5 separate regions of the Mus musculus genome follow, and all the other regions are linked to region 1. The links are chromatin contacts, called in public Hi-C, HiChIP or PLAC-seq and promoter capture Hi-C maps. All regions are on one chromosome and are shown on one strand. The core of a region is the stretch at or near the end of the contact, and the rest is flanking DNA. Distances in the headings are between cores, read along the strand shown.

The links. Promoter capture Hi-C pulls out the DNA fragments that hold promoters and counts their contacts. A called contact is a pair of places that touch in the nucleus more often than the background predicts. HiChIP or PLAC-seq counts read pairs in DNA pulled down with a chosen protein or histone mark.
Region 2: a contact with region 1 is called in a promoter capture Hi-C map of cranial neural crest. The contact joins the promoter of Mfsd3 here to the enhancer-like site in region 1. A contact is called at or near these places in 5 of 39 promoter capture datasets (cranial neural crest, frontonasal cranial neural crest, hippocampal neurons and 2 more), 4 of 115 datasets of contacts at active chromatin or transcription factors (embryonic forebrain, embryonic hindbrain, embryonic limb bud and 1 more) and 1 of 9 other capture datasets (adipose tissue).
Region 3: a Hi-C map of cerebral cortex shows a contact between it and region 1, with 4 times the contacts expected there. The contact joins the promoter of C030006K11Rik here to the enhancer-like site in region 1. A contact is called at or near these places in 7 of 39 promoter capture datasets (the 3T3-L1 cell line, 3T3-L1-derived adipocytes, cranial neural crest and 4 more), 1 of 15 datasets of contacts at CTCF or cohesin (the NIH/3T3 cell line), 14 of 484 Hi-C or Micro-C datasets (the Ba/F3 cell line, the G1E-ER4 cell line, the N1E-115 cell line and 8 more), 11 of 115 datasets of contacts at active chromatin or transcription factors (the NIH/3T3 cell line, astrocytes, craniofacial prominence and 8 more) and 2 of 9 other capture datasets (adipose tissue and embryonic stem cells).
Region 4: a FOXA1 HiChIP or PLAC-seq map of pancreatic cancer cells shows a contact between it and region 1. The contact joins two enhancer-like sites. A contact is called at or near these places in 1 of 484 Hi-C or Micro-C datasets (cortical neurons) and 1 of 115 datasets of contacts at active chromatin or transcription factors (pancreatic cancer cells).
Region 5: a contact with region 1 is called in an HNF4G HiChIP or PLAC-seq map of pancreatic cancer cells. The contact joins two enhancer-like sites. A contact is called at or near these places in 1 of 15 datasets of contacts at CTCF or cohesin (embryonic stem cells) and 1 of 115 datasets of contacts at active chromatin or transcription factors (pancreatic cancer cells).

The regions. Positions count from the first base shown.
Region 1 is chr15:77,366,329-77,369,159 of GRCm38.p6, reverse strand. No RefSeq gene overlaps it. Among named protein-coding and RNA genes, the nearest start is that of Gm41353, 8.3 kb to the left of the region's middle. Within about 2 kb of position 1,464, at least 195 of the 459 cell types and tissues checked have an H3K27ac peak or open chromatin away from gene starts, as enhancers often do. A contact at or near this core is called in 3T3-L1-derived adipocytes, the N1E-115 cell line, the NIH/3T3 cell line and 14 more, where this site is marked.
Region 2 is chr15:76,700,170-76,702,869 of GRCm38.p6, reverse strand. It overlaps Mfsd3 (major facilitator superfamily domain containing 3), which reads right to left and starts at 1,328. Exons shown (of 5, transcript NM_027122.3): 1 at 520-1,328; 2 at 79-226. The coding sequence starts at 1,201.
Region 3 is chr15:76,722,386-76,725,228 of GRCm38.p6, reverse strand. C030006K11Rik (RIKEN cDNA C030006K11 gene) reads left to right here and starts at 1,384. Exons shown (of 3, transcript NM_145472.2): 1 at 1,384-1,574; 2 at 2,010-2,058; 3 at 2,246-2,843. The coding sequence starts at 1,413. The coding sequence ends at 2,691. Arhgap39 (Rho GTPase activating protein 39) reads left to right here. Exons shown (of 12, transcript NM_001168288.2): 12 at 53-1,244. The coding sequence ends at 247.
Region 4 is chr15:77,904,112-77,906,941 of GRCm38.p6, reverse strand. No RefSeq gene overlaps it. Among named protein-coding and RNA genes, the nearest start is that of Txn2, 23 kb to the left of the region's middle. Within about 2 kb of position 1,426, at least 201 of the 459 cell types and tissues checked have an H3K27ac peak or open chromatin away from gene starts, as enhancers often do. A contact at or near this core is called in pancreatic cancer cells, where this site is marked.
Region 5 is chr15:78,078,075-78,080,774 of GRCm38.p6, reverse strand. All of the region lies in intron 1 of Cacng2 (calcium channel, voltage-dependent, gamma subunit 2), which reads left to right. Among named protein-coding and RNA genes, the nearest start is that of A730060N03Rik, 39 kb to the left of the region's middle. Within about 2 kb of position 1,419, at least 32 of the 459 cell types and tissues checked have an H3K27ac peak or open chromatin away from gene starts, as enhancers often do. A contact at or near this core is called in pancreatic cancer cells, where this site is marked.

The DNA of each region.
Region 1 (2,831 bases), core at 215-2,714:
CACTGGCTCACTGAGCCTATGCTGCCTTTGACTGGCTCCCCTGGGCACATGAGTTCCTGTGGGGTGTCGGGCAGCAAGTCCTTCCTGTTCTTCCTGTACAGTCGCTGCCCCTCCACCCAGGCATTTCTTTCAGATTCTGTCACCTCAGGCCCCGCTGGGACAGAGGGTGGTGTTCACGCACGTCTGGCTGGAGTGAACACAGGTGCGTTCTTTACCTGTCGCTAAGCAGAGGATTGACTTTGCTTGGAGGGCCTGTGCTCAGGTGTGGGCAAAGGTCAGCTGTAGCGGGACCAAGATAGACAGACCACAAGCATCCTTGTCCAAGCTCCCTTCATAGTCCTTCTCCGGTCCTGATCCCTGATCCCTGCTATCTGATTCCTGACCCTTAAGTGGACCTGCCCTCATCCTATTCAGCGGGGTTCCTGCTTATTCATTTATTCTTTGCCCAGGCAAGAACAGAAGTGGCAGAAGTCCCTAGGAACCAACTCCCTCAAGGCATTTTCTCCTCTTCCCAACCCCCACCCCCTTCGTTTCTTCTTTGCCTGCTTCTTCCTCTTGCCGTTTTTCTTCCTCGTTCTTGCTCCATCTCATTTTCTCCCCATTCCCTTTCCAATTCATACAAAGTCTGTGTGGCTTTTGGAGTCACGGGGAGATGGCCTGCCTTTGGTTGCCAGCTGCAGGGCCCGTTCTCAGCAGTCAGAGCCACGGCTGCCGGAGCAAACACTGTCAGCTGAGGCCAGCCACAACCACAGTATGCCCTTCCCTTGTTGATCAACCTTGGATGCCGCTCACGCACGTCGTGTCCACACGGGGGCGCTCCAACAGTGCTTCTCTGGCGTCTCTGGCCTTTCTAGTCTGCATTTTTTTTCCTCCTGGTTAGTGGGAGGAGCACTGGTTTCCTTTCCAGTCTTAGTCGTCTGGCTGCACGAAAAGAGCCTAGGCCCATATGTTCCTTGAGTAGTATTTCCTCTAGCAAAGGCTACACATCCAAAGAGCCCTTAGATTTTTTTTTTGTTCAGATTTGGGTGGAATTCAACAAATTCCCTCAGATATCCCTCCCTATTGAAAAAATTTTTAATTTCTTCTTTTTTTTGTTTTTTGTTTGTTTGGTTGGTTGGTTGGTTGGTTTGGTTTGGTTTGGTTTGAGACAGGGTTTCTGTCTAACACCCCTGGCTGTCCTGGAACGCACTATGTAGACCAGGCTGGCCTCGAACCCACAGAGCTCTGCCTGCCTCTGCTTCTGCCTCTGCCTCCTGAGTGCAGGATTGTAGGCATGCATCATCATGCCTGGCTTTTCTACTTAATTTCATTTTATATGCATGGGTGTTTTGCCTAGATATATATCTGTGCACCACACACTTGCCTAGTGCCAATGGCACTTCTGCCTCCAAAGGTCCACCCAGGTGACTTGCCTCTGCCAGCTAGGCCCCACCCCCCGGAAAGGTTCTGCTTACCAAGCTTGGAAATCACAGTTTTGAGCTGGAATAAAATGAACTAGAGGCCGGGCGGTGGTGGCGCACGCCTTTGATCCCAGCACTTGGGAGGCTGAGGGAGGCAGAGGCAGGGGAATTTCTGAGTTCGAGGCCAGCCTGGTCTCGAGTTGAGTTCCAGGACAGCCAGCGCCACACAGAAAAGCCCTGTCTCAAAAAAAAAACAAAAAAACAAAAACAAAAACAAAAACAAAAACAAAAAAAGAGCTAGAAAGCAAGCTTGTAGTATTAACAGAACGTCCACACGAGGGCGCCCACACACTTTTTAAAAGATGCTTTGGATGAAGCCGGTCCCCAGAGGGACCAGGAATCTGCGCGGCAGGGCTGAGCCTCCCTCCGGGCCTTCGCTCCACAGCCTTCTCCCTCTGAGGATTTCCTTGTTGGTTTTCTTGTTTGCTAGGGAGAGATTCGGTTACCCGTAAGGGGTCTTAGAGCCATGGCCCATGGCTAGGAGACGCAGTAGACGTATTAGAAAGATGAGTTGAGCAGGCAGGCATAAACCTGAGCCTTTCGGAGGGCTTCCTCCTCATTCCAGTGTACTAGTTGAGAAATCCGACATTGCTCCCTCTGGTACTGACTTTGTCACGTCCTCCCACAGGACGGGAACTGCCCGCCTCTGGGCCAGCTGGGTGGCTGCATTCACTGTCCAGGCAAGGCGTCTGAGCTCTGGAGCTGTGGCCTCCTCCTAACGCTCTCACACATCAGTCAAAGCCTTCCTCTTCTGTGTCAAGGACTTCAAGCTTCTTGGCTCGTTCTTCCCAATTCCTCCCGGCTTCCACCCCACCCCCACCCCTAGATGCCTGGTTCAGTTTTCCATTAGCATCTGGCAGAAGGCGGGTGGAGGAGGAGCTGGCCGAATGTTTAAACTGGTTACCACATGGCTTCTTGGAGCCAACGATACTGCTACCGGGAGACACAGGGAGAGCCTCCCCAAGCTCCAAGGCCAGTGTCTGCGGCAGGATCAAACACCAAAGGGTTTCTGCACTGGGCTGGAGACAGGAATTCACTAAACTGTCTTCAGTCTTTCTCTCTCTCTCTCTCTCTCTCTCTCTCTCTCTCTCTCTCTCTCCCTCCCTCCCTCTCTCTCTCTCTCTCTCCCCCCCACCATTCCCCATGCCCATGCCCATCTCTATTTTAAGACGGACTAAATTGCCCAAGCTGGTCTTGAACTCATTCTGTAGCCCAGACTAGTCTTGAGTTCATAATCCTCCTGCTTCAACCTCCACAGTAGTGGGATTACAGACAGTCCCAGATGAAGTTTCCTAACACTGGTCAATCTGAGCTCACTTCATCCTCTGTGCCTGTTGATTGCCACAAGAAGCCCAAGACACAGGAGGGGTG
Region 2 (2,700 bases), core at 79-2,578, 670 kb after region 1:
GAATTGAGAGATGCTATGGTAAGATCACCTGGGACACCGGTGGAATTGAGGGTCAGGCTAGGGTTGGGGAGTGCTTACCAGTGCCTGGCCAGTAGAGCCCCACCCAAGGAGGAGCCAGCAATGGAGCAGGTCACAGCACCCAAGCCACTCCATAGCCCCAAGTCTGAGGCAGAAGCACCATGGTCCAGCAGGAGAAGTGGAAACAGGCTGCCAGCACCCTGCTCACCTACAGGAGACCGTAAGCAAGGATGGCCCCAGTCTTTCTTCCAGGAGCCTCAGTACTCCAACCAGTCAGGCCCCTGGTCCCCTTCATTTTCATGGGCCCCAGATGTTAGAAGAGAAAGGGCTGGGCATTGGCTGGAGCTGAGGGAAGTTAAGAGGTGAAACAAAACTGAGCTACAGAGCTCTGGGCTGGTATTCCAGCATAGGGCAGTCCCCTGAGTGGGTTTCAGGGCCCTAGGGACCAACATAGAGTTTGGGCTCTAAGCTCGATGGTAACTAACTGCAGGCCTCACTCACCCAGCTTGTAGGTGAGCACAAAGCCCGCTGTCCAGAGGGTCCCAGGCACAGCCAGCAAATCTTGTAGAAGATAGGAGCTGTGGGGTGTATGCTCTGAGGCCTGAGGCCATGGCAGCCTTCCCAAGGCTGGTGCAGCCCAGGCTAAGGCAGCAGCCAGCCAGTAGGTGGCAGCTAGGAGCAAAAAGAGCAGTGGCCAAGAGAGAGTGGGGAAGAGGACCAACAGTCCACCCCCAGCCAGTGCTGATCCCAGCTTGTAAGCGACCACCTGTACAGTGTTCCCAGGTCCCAACTCCTTTGGCTCTAGGAGTTGCACAGCGAGTGTGTCCAGAGCCACATCCTGCACCGCTGCACCCAGATTCAGCAGCAGTAGCAGCCCCATCACGGTGGTAGGTAGCCCTGTTTGGCCAGCTTGCGGAGGAGGCAACACAGCCAGCAGTCCACACACCAAGCCCAGGGACAGTGTGCTGAGTGTTAACCAGACCCGCGGGGTGCCCCGCCTGTCCACCAGCGGTGCCCACGCCAGCTTTAACAGCCATGGAGCATACAATCCCTTGGTTAGACCCACGCGCGTTAGGGAGAGGCCACGGGCCCGCAGTAAAATGGGAAGCAAACTGGACTGCAGTCCATAGGGCAGACCCTGCACAAGATAGAGGCCGGCCAGCGGCAGCAACTTCCCATGCATGGCCCGTTCGTGGTGGGATCGGACGGCTCAGGATGAACAGTCAGGGTCTGGTCCTCCTACATAGGGCCGGGGACAGTCAGGCTGTAATCCCGACACGCACACTGGGACCAGAAATCCCGGAAGTACCGAAGCTGGGAGAAAAATGCGGAGCGATAGACCGGTCCTATCGCATGGTGGGACCGCAGTCTTGCACAGCCCATAACTACCGGCATGCTTTGCGCAGGGGTCAGGGTGAGGGAGAGGCGGGGCAACCCGGGCTGGGGGTGGAGCCAACCCCCTACTAGTCCTCAATTGGCCTAAAACCCAAATGTTAAGCAGGTTACTGATACCTACACAGACCCAAATCATCTGCTCTGGCGCCCCTCGTGCCAAACCTGGACACGACAGCCTGCTGCTCACAATGCCAGCGGGTAGATGTGAGTGGCTAGGAAGGAAGCTGAGGTAACAGGCTGGTCTCAAAGGTATCTTCCTGTCTGCTGAATGGATACCAGATCCGTTCCAGAAGAAGCATTTTCACTTTAGCGGTTTTTTGTTTGTTTGTTTGTTTGTTTGTTTGGTTTTATGTGTGTGTGGATAGGTTTTCTTTATAGAACTTACTTTGTAGACCAGGCTGACCTCAAACTCAGTATCTTCCTGCCTCTGTCTCCCAAGTGCTGGGATTAAACGGGTGCGCCACCACTGGCGGGCTCACCACGCCCAGCTCCCGAAGCATTTCTAATACTTAGCTCACAGAGCCAATACTTTGCCCCACAATGCATTTAGCACTGCTCCCCATTCCTTGCTGAGACTGTGGCTTCAGAGCTGCCCCCAGGTCAGTGACCACAGAAGCAGGAGTTTTGTGGGGAAGGGCAGGACCTAGTCAGCTATTGCCCGTGATACCCACTTCCTTTTCAGTATTCAGTGAGGGTAGTTAGTCCAGACCACGTGATTCTGGCTCTGCAGGGAAGGCTCATGCCCAGTCTCTCCCCCTTCTCAGAGTTGTGCCCTCCCAAGTCCACAATGAGACTGTTAAATGAGGCCTTGGGTTAACTGACTCAATTATAGTAGATAACTGGGTGGAACTTCTTTTGTGTTTGGACACAGTGTCCAAGTCCTAGCACCCTGGCACTGCCTTGCTTCCACGGAGGGGCTATCCTGCCACTTCCAGATAGTCTCAGGATCTAAGTGTTCACATCTATAAAATGGGTTCTACTTTTGGGGCATGATTGTAAACCCCTATAATTTTGCTCTTCAGGCTGAGGCAAGAGAAGAATGAGTTTAGGTTGCCCTGGATACCTTAGCTGTTTAAAGGGGTGGCAGGCAGGATATAGTTCAGTGGTCCTGAGTCCAATCCCCAGTACCACAAAACTTAGGGGATGGAGGACGGCTTTGCCTACCGCAGAGGAACACTGCAGACCAAACAAGTTGAACCCCAGCAGTGTCTACTGTGCACAGGGGCTCATCCTGAGCCTCCCAGTCCAGGATGTATCTTTCCATTAGCACACATCTGCCCCAAGGGT
Region 3 (2,843 bases), core at 135-2,634, 640 kb after region 1:
GCCTACCCTCCACTCTGCTCTCCTCTCCCTTCACCCGGACCCCCTCACACAGGTGTTCGTGCAGCCAGCCAACGTAGCCATCACCAAAATGGACGTCAGCAACCTGGCTATGGTGATGGCACCCAACTGCCTGCGCTGCCAGTCGGATGATCCTCGCGTCATCTTCGAGAATACACGAAAGGAGATGTCCTTCCTTCGAGTGCTCATTCAGCATTTAGATACCAGCTTCATGGAGGGCGTGCTATAGCACGCGGGCTATGGACGCCTGCTAGGGTGACACCCGGGAAGGTGGGAGGGAAGGCCCCAGCGCGAGGCAGCATGCCAGGCCCCGCCAGACGCCGGCCCCGCCCTAGGCCCTCCCGGGGCCAAGCAGCCGCGCCATATCTCGCGGCCAGTTCCTGCAGGTACCGGCTCGCCCTGCCAGTCGCAAGCCAGCCCCGAGAAGTGCCTTCTGTTTCCCGGAGCCGAGCGACACTGCCCTCCTGGTCGGCTGAAGCACATACCGCGTTGCTCAGGGCAACAGGACCTTGTCCCCTCTTCAGGGCAATCCTCCACCAAGGCACTCTCGCCCTGATCCCTCCCACCCTAGTCTAGGGGCCTCTGGCTGGGGCCAGAAGGAGAGTTAGAGGCGTTCTGGAGAGCTGTGCTGGCCACTACTAGGACTTGGCTCCGTCGGCTCGATGCCTAATAGGTCTTTGTGCAAGGGGAGGCCCCAAACCAAAGCCCTCTGGGTTAGGGCCAGGGCTAGGCAGGCTTTCTTGGGGCGGGTGAGGGAGGGCGAGAGGTTTTTTGTTTTTTGACTACAGAATCTATCCGATACCCAGCCTACTTGTGTATAAAGATATAAATAGAACGACAGAACTAAGTTTGCTAAGGACATAGTTTTAACCAGATGCTATTTAGCTCTTGAACTGCCATTGCGGTCCTCGCGCTGAGCAAGTTAGCACCACCCTCCTTTGACCTCGCGGCCTCTGACCAAACTCCACACACGGGCGGCGCGTGGATGAGACCTGCCTGGACTCGTTTGCGTTTTCCATTCTGGAATCTGAGTTCCAACAGTTGTCAAACTTCATTTCTCCTGTTTATATATATATATTTTTAGAGTTTTTATTTATTAAAAACAAAAGTCCCGTCATGCGGAGGTCCTGGCCTCTCTCTCCAGGGCCTCTCGGCCGCAGGCGCTCCCTCGTACGTGTGGCTCGAGGGGACAGTGCTCCGTGTGAATAAAGTTCAAGTGCACACTCGCTGATTGTGTTTCTTTCAGGTTACTTCTGACAAGGGGGCGGGGGAGTCCACGTCTGGCAGCTACTTCCGGGGGCGGGATAGACAGCTCCGCCCCTCCGAGCACGTGTTGCCGGCGGAACCCAAAGCCCCAGGCACAACACTGTGTGATCCGCTTCCGGTGTGGAAGAATGTGGCCGCCTAGTGGGGCAGTGCGTAACTTGGCTCTAGTCTTGGCGAGGTCGCAGAGAGCTCGGACCTGCAGTGGGGTCGAGCGTGTCTCCTACACACAGGGTCAAAGCCCGGAGCCCAGAACCCGCGAGTATTTCTACTATGTGGATCACCAAGGCCAGGTGTGCCTGGCGTGTGACAGAGGGAGGAGACCTGAGGGGACTGCGGAATCCATCGGCACCGGGTGGGGAGTAGTTCTAGAGGCGAGACCTGGGATAGGTGCTACGCGTGGCTTTGAACCTTTCAAAGCCCAGGCTGGAAGAGTTAATTCCGGGGCCTTCCGCTTTCACCGCATCGTAATCCCGCGCACACTAGCCTGTCCTAGCAGCAGTCCCAGAGCCGAGTGCTTGCTCGCGATTGCTAGGGACAAGCGGCTGTCAAACCTGCTGTAGAAAAAGGGGTGAGGGCTGCAACCCTGGAAACCTGTCTGTAGATGTGGGGAGAGTCCGCAGGGCCCTTCCACATGCCCCCCTGAACACATTAGACAGAAAAGCAAGGACAGCGAACACCACCGGCTTTCTTGCCAGGACTTACTGTCCACTGTGTCCCTTCTGCAGCTTTTCCTAGATGACTCCAAAATGAAGAACTTTATCACCTGCTTCAAAGGTATTGCTTACTGCACTGCTCCCTCGTGTCTCTCTCTACCCTTCAGGGCCTCGGCTCCCCGACTCTGAGGGAAGGCACCATCCACGAGGGGGGGCCGCTGTCTCGTGCCAGTGCTGGTATTCCCAGGAAAAGGAGCGTGTCGGGGAAGCTGGGTCACCGAGCATGATCGTGCCTTTTGTTCCCACAGACCTGCAGTTCCTGGTCACTTTCTTCTCCCGTCTGAGACCCAACCACAGCGGGCGCTACGAGGCTTCCTTCCCCTTCCTCTCGCTTTGCGGCAGAGAGCGTAACTTCCTGCGCTGTGAAGACCGGCCAGTGGTCTTCACGCACCTCCTGGCTTCCGACAGCGAGTCACCTCGTCTCTCCTACTGTGGCGGTGGCGAGGCGCTGGCGATACCCTTCGAGCCGGCTCGCTTGCTACCCCTGGCGGCCAATGGGCGCCTGTACCACCCGGCCCCGGAGCGCGCAGGCGGTGTGGGTCTAGTGCGCTCGGCCCTGGCCTTCGAGCTCAGCGCTTGCTTCGAGTATGGGCCTAGCTCCCCTACGGTCCCCTCTCACGTACACTGGCAAGGTCGCCGCATCGCCCTAACTATGGATCTGGCCCCGCTGCTGCCCGCTGCCCCGCCGCCCTGAGACTCCAGCTGGGGCTGTGTGGGGAGGGTTAGAGCAAACTCTGGGTTTTGTAGTACTCGCAGGTTACCCCTCTGCTCCAACACTCTAGATTAACTTAGATGTCCGCTGTCACCTGCACGCTGGTGACTGAGAGCGCGTGCGCGCAGAGGTGA
Region 4 (2,830 bases), core at 177-2,676, 540 kb before region 1:
CACTTGGCCCGACCACTGACCACAAGTTATCAGGCCCTGAGCCTCCTCCTCAGCAAAGGAAGTAGGGACTCTGTAGGGCTGGGCGTAGCCCTCCCTGCCTAAGCCTCTGTGGGCTGTAGGGACAAGCAGAGGCCAGCCTGACCCGGAGAATGTAGCAGGCCGGCAGCAGCTGGGGAAGGCTAGGATCTGTGCAGTGAGCTGACCTTCCCTACCCACTCAGCGGAGCCTGACCTCCCAGCTCCTCTCTAGAGGCTGCATTTCCCAGCACTCGGCCGCCCCAGATGACTGGTCACGACCTTCCGGGCAGGAGGCCCTCGGACACCAACTCCTACTTAACATCAGACAGAGCAGGCCCAGGCTCAGCCAGGGTTGAGGTGTGGGGTTGGGTCAGCTCAGTGACTGAGTCAAGAAGAACTTCTCAAAAAATTCCAACGGACCACCAGCTTGCCAAGCAGGGGCTAACCGGCCCCGGGGAAGACACATAGTATGTCTACAACGCAAATGCTTGATCAGAAAGGTGAGCTGGTGGGTAGAAAAGTCAGGAAGAGGATACTGAGGGATGAGTGAGCAAGGCTGCGTGCAAGAGAATAGCAGCCTGTGGGGAGGGCAGCAGTACACAGACTGGAAACAGGGAACATCACGTGCAACCAGAAGCGGCAAGTTTCAAGGGTCTGTAGCATGTTGGCACGTGCCTCCAGTCTAGCACTCTGGAAGTAGAGACATGTAGGTCTCTTAGGAGTTCCAGACAAGCCTGGTCTACACAGGACAGCCAGAGCTACATAGTGAGACCCTGTCTCAAAAGGAAAACAAAAAGAGCCAGAGCCAGGGAGAGTGATGGTCTACGCCTATAATCTCTGAGTTCGAAGCCAGCCTGGTCTGTAGAGCTCTAGGACAGCCAGAGCTAAAAAAAAAAAAAAAAAAAAAAAGACGCTTAGGCCTGTATCCTGAGCTAAGAGATGTGAAGGATGTGAAGGACTTAAGAGTTGAGGCAGCAGAGAGTCGAATCAAACAGAGATCTGGATTGTTACGAAGCAGGGGAAGGTTTGAATGGAGATGGCAATAAAGTGACCAGTAGGTAGTCTCGGGGTGAACTTCCCTTGTGATTGGCGCGCCGAAAAGGATTAAATTAACCACACACTTCGGATGGAGCAAGGTCCTGGGCTCAATCTAAGGTTAGAGACTTCTTTGCGCCCTTAGAGAAAGTCTGTCCCGGTATACGGCAGACTGGGTTAGGGACAGTTCTCTCTGACTGTGGAGATTAGCTCTCTCCTGCCCTAGCTACCTAGTGAGCTCCTCGGCTGCTGCGAAATGAAGGTTAAATCGAAAAGCCAGCCAGCACCTTACTTAGCCTAGCCTGAAGAAGACAGGCACCGGATTTCTGTGCAGATTGAGCCCCAGGGGTGGGCTCGGCATGGGGGCGGAACCAGCAGGGTGGGATGCCCTGCCCTTTAGCGCAGCGCCTGCCCAAATAAGGCGAGCGGCCCGACCGCGCTCCTTCCCAAGGCCCCGCCTCCACCACAACTTGCTGGGAAGTGCAGCAAAATCCTGTCTCACTAAGGACTGTAAGAGCCTGGGGAAGCACGCTGGGCATCTGCCAGCATGTCCCCGGTACAGGACCTGAAAACCAGAACTAGCAGTGGGCCAGAGTGGGCTTAGTAGATGCTGGGGGTTACCTGAGAGCCTGGGGCCGGTGCAAAGAGCATTCTGTATGGCTGACCTGCAGAACTTCTGCCAGTGGCGTTGAACTCGCCTCTTTATTTCGTATTTGTATGGATGGCTGTTTTAACAGTTGTGAGCCATCATCATATGGATGCTGGGAACTGAACTCGGGTCCTCTGCAAGAGCAGCCAGTGCTCTTAATCGCTGAGCCATCTCTCCAGACCCGGGCTCCATTATTTCTCATATCTCAACCGCTCCTAAATAAGGTCGAGGAGAAAGACTAATAAGGCTAGGTTAAGTACAGCTCTTATTAGTAATCTCTCCTTTTAAGAAAAGAAGTCTCAAACTGGAAACCTTGGGACAGGAGATGGAGATAGGTCCGTTTGTGATGTAGCGTTTCTTTTTTGTTGGTTTGAGAAAGGGGCTCAGTATCTGCAGCCCAGCCTTGGATATACTATGTAGGAGTTCTGAATCGCTGATTGTTTCCACCTCCTAAGTACTGGAGATACAGGTAGCTTGTCTCTGGTTCTCCGGCTCCTCCGCCTACCCCCCACCCCCGCGCGGGCCTCTTCTCCCCTCCCCCAACACACACAGGAGAGTAAAGAGGAGGAAGAGGAAGCCCAGAACACAGTGCACACCGGCAAGCTTGCTGATGACCTTCAGGCTTGCTATGTGCACCTCCTGTGTCTACAAGCCATCACACCTGCTGAGAGAGCAAACCATCGGGCACCTCGTCCCTCTCCATCCATGGCAAGGAGGGAAGAGCGCCTGGAACCTGGCTGTGCCTCCGTGGGGCACACCTGCTACATACAGATGCTGGCACATCAGCACACTCCCTCTCAGCTGCCTCTAGACCTCTGGGTATGACAGCCTTGCTTCTCACTGCCCACCTGGTCCCAGGGCACCCAGAATCTGAGGGATTCTGAAAGCTAGGAATCTGACTCCCCTGAGTCTTGTGCCATTGATGTACTCCCACGGCCCCAGGACCTGCAGGAGAAAAGCCATGCTCTTCCCAGGGCATGCCTGCCATCTTTGGCATGCCAGGCCCAGGCCCCTCTGCTGCACTGTTTTAAACTGTATGGATTTTTTTTTTATTGTGTGTGACAACTTTCCATCATATGGATCCTGAGGAGTCATATGAAGGCTTCAAAGTCCTAAACCACTGAGTTAT
Region 5 (2,700 bases), core at 170-2,669, 710 kb before region 1:
GTGACATAGCATGCCTATGATCAGGCACGAGAGAGGAAGAGGGATGCCCTCCACAACATTTGTTCACGGGGATGGAGTAGTACCCTCAGGCCCTGGAAGCCCACAGTGCCTCCTCCTAAGACCTTTGAAGAAGGCTCAGTGATCAGCCCCAGTCACAGGCAAGATAGCATACCCAAGGATGGCTGATGTGTTCCCAAGCACTCTGATCAGATGGGGCAGAGCTGGGCAGCTGGTTCCACCCCTCCCCCTCTTTGGCAGAAGAATGGGTAATAGGCCTCCACCTCAAATCTGCCCTGAGAACCCGGTGTTAGCCTGAAGAAGAGATAGGAGAGCTACATCAATAAAGCCTCCAGAACCACATGGACGTCTATCCCTGGCCCGTGCCATTTCCTGGCCCTGATGGAGGACCAGAGAAGACCTGACTTCTGCCCTCTTTCAAGCATTAGGGAGGTCACTTCACAGTAACGAGGACAGCAGTATAGGAACGTATAGCTCATATGCCTGGAGCACACATCCAAGCATGAGCACACACACCCACAAGCATCAAAGGCAGCAGTCACCATGTTTCTTTATCAGAGGCTCAGCAAGCACCATGCTCTGCGCCAGGCACCCAGAGTCCATCCCATTCGATCCCCCTGATGATCCTGGGTTCAACATTGCTTTTGTGTTTCCCAGATGGGGAAACTGAAGCCAGAGAAAGCGAGTCACTTTACTCAACTTCCTAAGAAGTCGGACTTAACAGCAATTAAGAGCTTATACTGTTCCCTCAGAGGACCCAAAACCGATTCTCAGCATCCATATGGAGTGGTTCATAACCACCTATATCTCCAGCTCCAGAAGGCCCAACTGGCCCTCTTCTGGATGCTGTAGCTACCTGCCCTCTCACACGCACATTCACATGCACATTCACACACACACACACACACACACACACACACACACATACACACACACACACACACATACACACACACACACATACATACACACACACATACACACACACACACATATACACACACACACATACACACACACACATACACACACACACACACACACACACACACACACACACACACACACTGTCCTCTCTCACCTAGCCAGAGAGGGACCCAGGCTGGCAGAGAAAGGAGGCCACTGAGCTGAAAGTAGCAACATCTCTGCTCGTGTAGGGACTCAGCTCCATGTACTCAATTCCACCCAAATCACACTGGCAAGAGTTCTGAGAGCAGCATGGAGTTTCCTTGTGATTTTCCAAGACAGAAAGTGAGAATGGGCTGGAAGGAACCCAGCAGTGGGAAGCATGGCTCGGAAGTGTGACAGATGTCACTGCGTGCCGCACCTCTCTCAGATGTGCTACCCATAGAAGCCTGGTCACAGGGCACCACCAGAGATGGCCTGCAGGCCAGGGTGCGGTGGGAACTTCCTGTTTGATTTGGAAGGGACTTCACCAAGTATTTGCCAAGTAGCCACTGCGTCGTGCCAATCCCTGCCACGAGCACTGGGAATAGGAGATGACTCAGGAGATCCCTGACCCGCAGGAGCTCACAGCCTGGTGAGGGACAATGACACAGAAACACGCAACTCTGTGCAGGAAAGCTAACTGCGTCTGGGTCCAGATAGAGGTGAGGTTAACCTGGGAGGCTGAAGCCTGTGCAGCGGGGAGATCAAGAGCAGGGGCATGATGGGAGTGTCCCTGCCTGTTCCCAGAGGAGGCTGGGCATTCAGACCAAGAGGGGAGGTACCAGGCCACTGGGCCACTGTCGTCCTGCAGTTCCACTGGCAGGGAGCCGAAGTGAGTGAGTCAGGCTCCTCTGGGGGCTGCTCACTCAGGCAGTCTATGGCAAGGCGAGCTGAGCTAGGGGCCTCCTCTGGGGGACAGCTGGGGAGGTACATGGACAAACAGGGTATCCCATCTGCTCCTGAGATCTGGCAGTTGGAATCAGCTGGCATTTGAGCCCAGATCTTCCTTACACCCAAAGCAAAGCCCTTCTCAGCACACCAGCCCCTCTGTGACATGGGGGTGGTCTAGGGACCACACCCACCCAGTCCACCCTGGATGCTTTATTGAATCTGCAGTGGTAGGGAGCTCTTGCGTGGTGGCCTTAATGTTGCCCTGGAGGTCTGTGGACAGGCCCATACCTGTGCCCACTGGGACACAGTAGTATGCCTAGACCGTACTTGAGATTTCCAGGGCCCGAGCTTCATGCCATTGTTCAGAGCGGGATGAATGTGCTTCCTCTTCCAGGGAGTCAGGTATCTGCTGGTGTGAATGGGAGACTGCCAGAGCCACACTCTCTAACTCCACCAAGTTAGAACTCAGGCTGCCTGCATCAACCTGCAGGGCCCTTCTCTCCTATCCCTGCTGCTCCCTGCCCCCTCCCCCACGTGGCATTCCAATGAGAACATGCTGTGGTACATACACACACACACACACACACACACACACACACACACACACACACCACTGCAAACTCCAGGAGAACAGAAAGGGTCTTGCTTTGATCGCTATGGGCACATGGTGCTTGAGCAAGGTCCTGGAAAGGAACATAAGGAAGGAGGAAGGAAGGAGGAAGAAAGGAAGGAAGGAAGGAAGGGAGGGAGGGAGGGAGGGAGGGAGGGAGGGAGGGAGGGAGGGAGGGAGGGAGGGAGGGAGGGAGGAAGGGAGGAAGGGAGGAAGGGAGGAAGGAAGGAAAA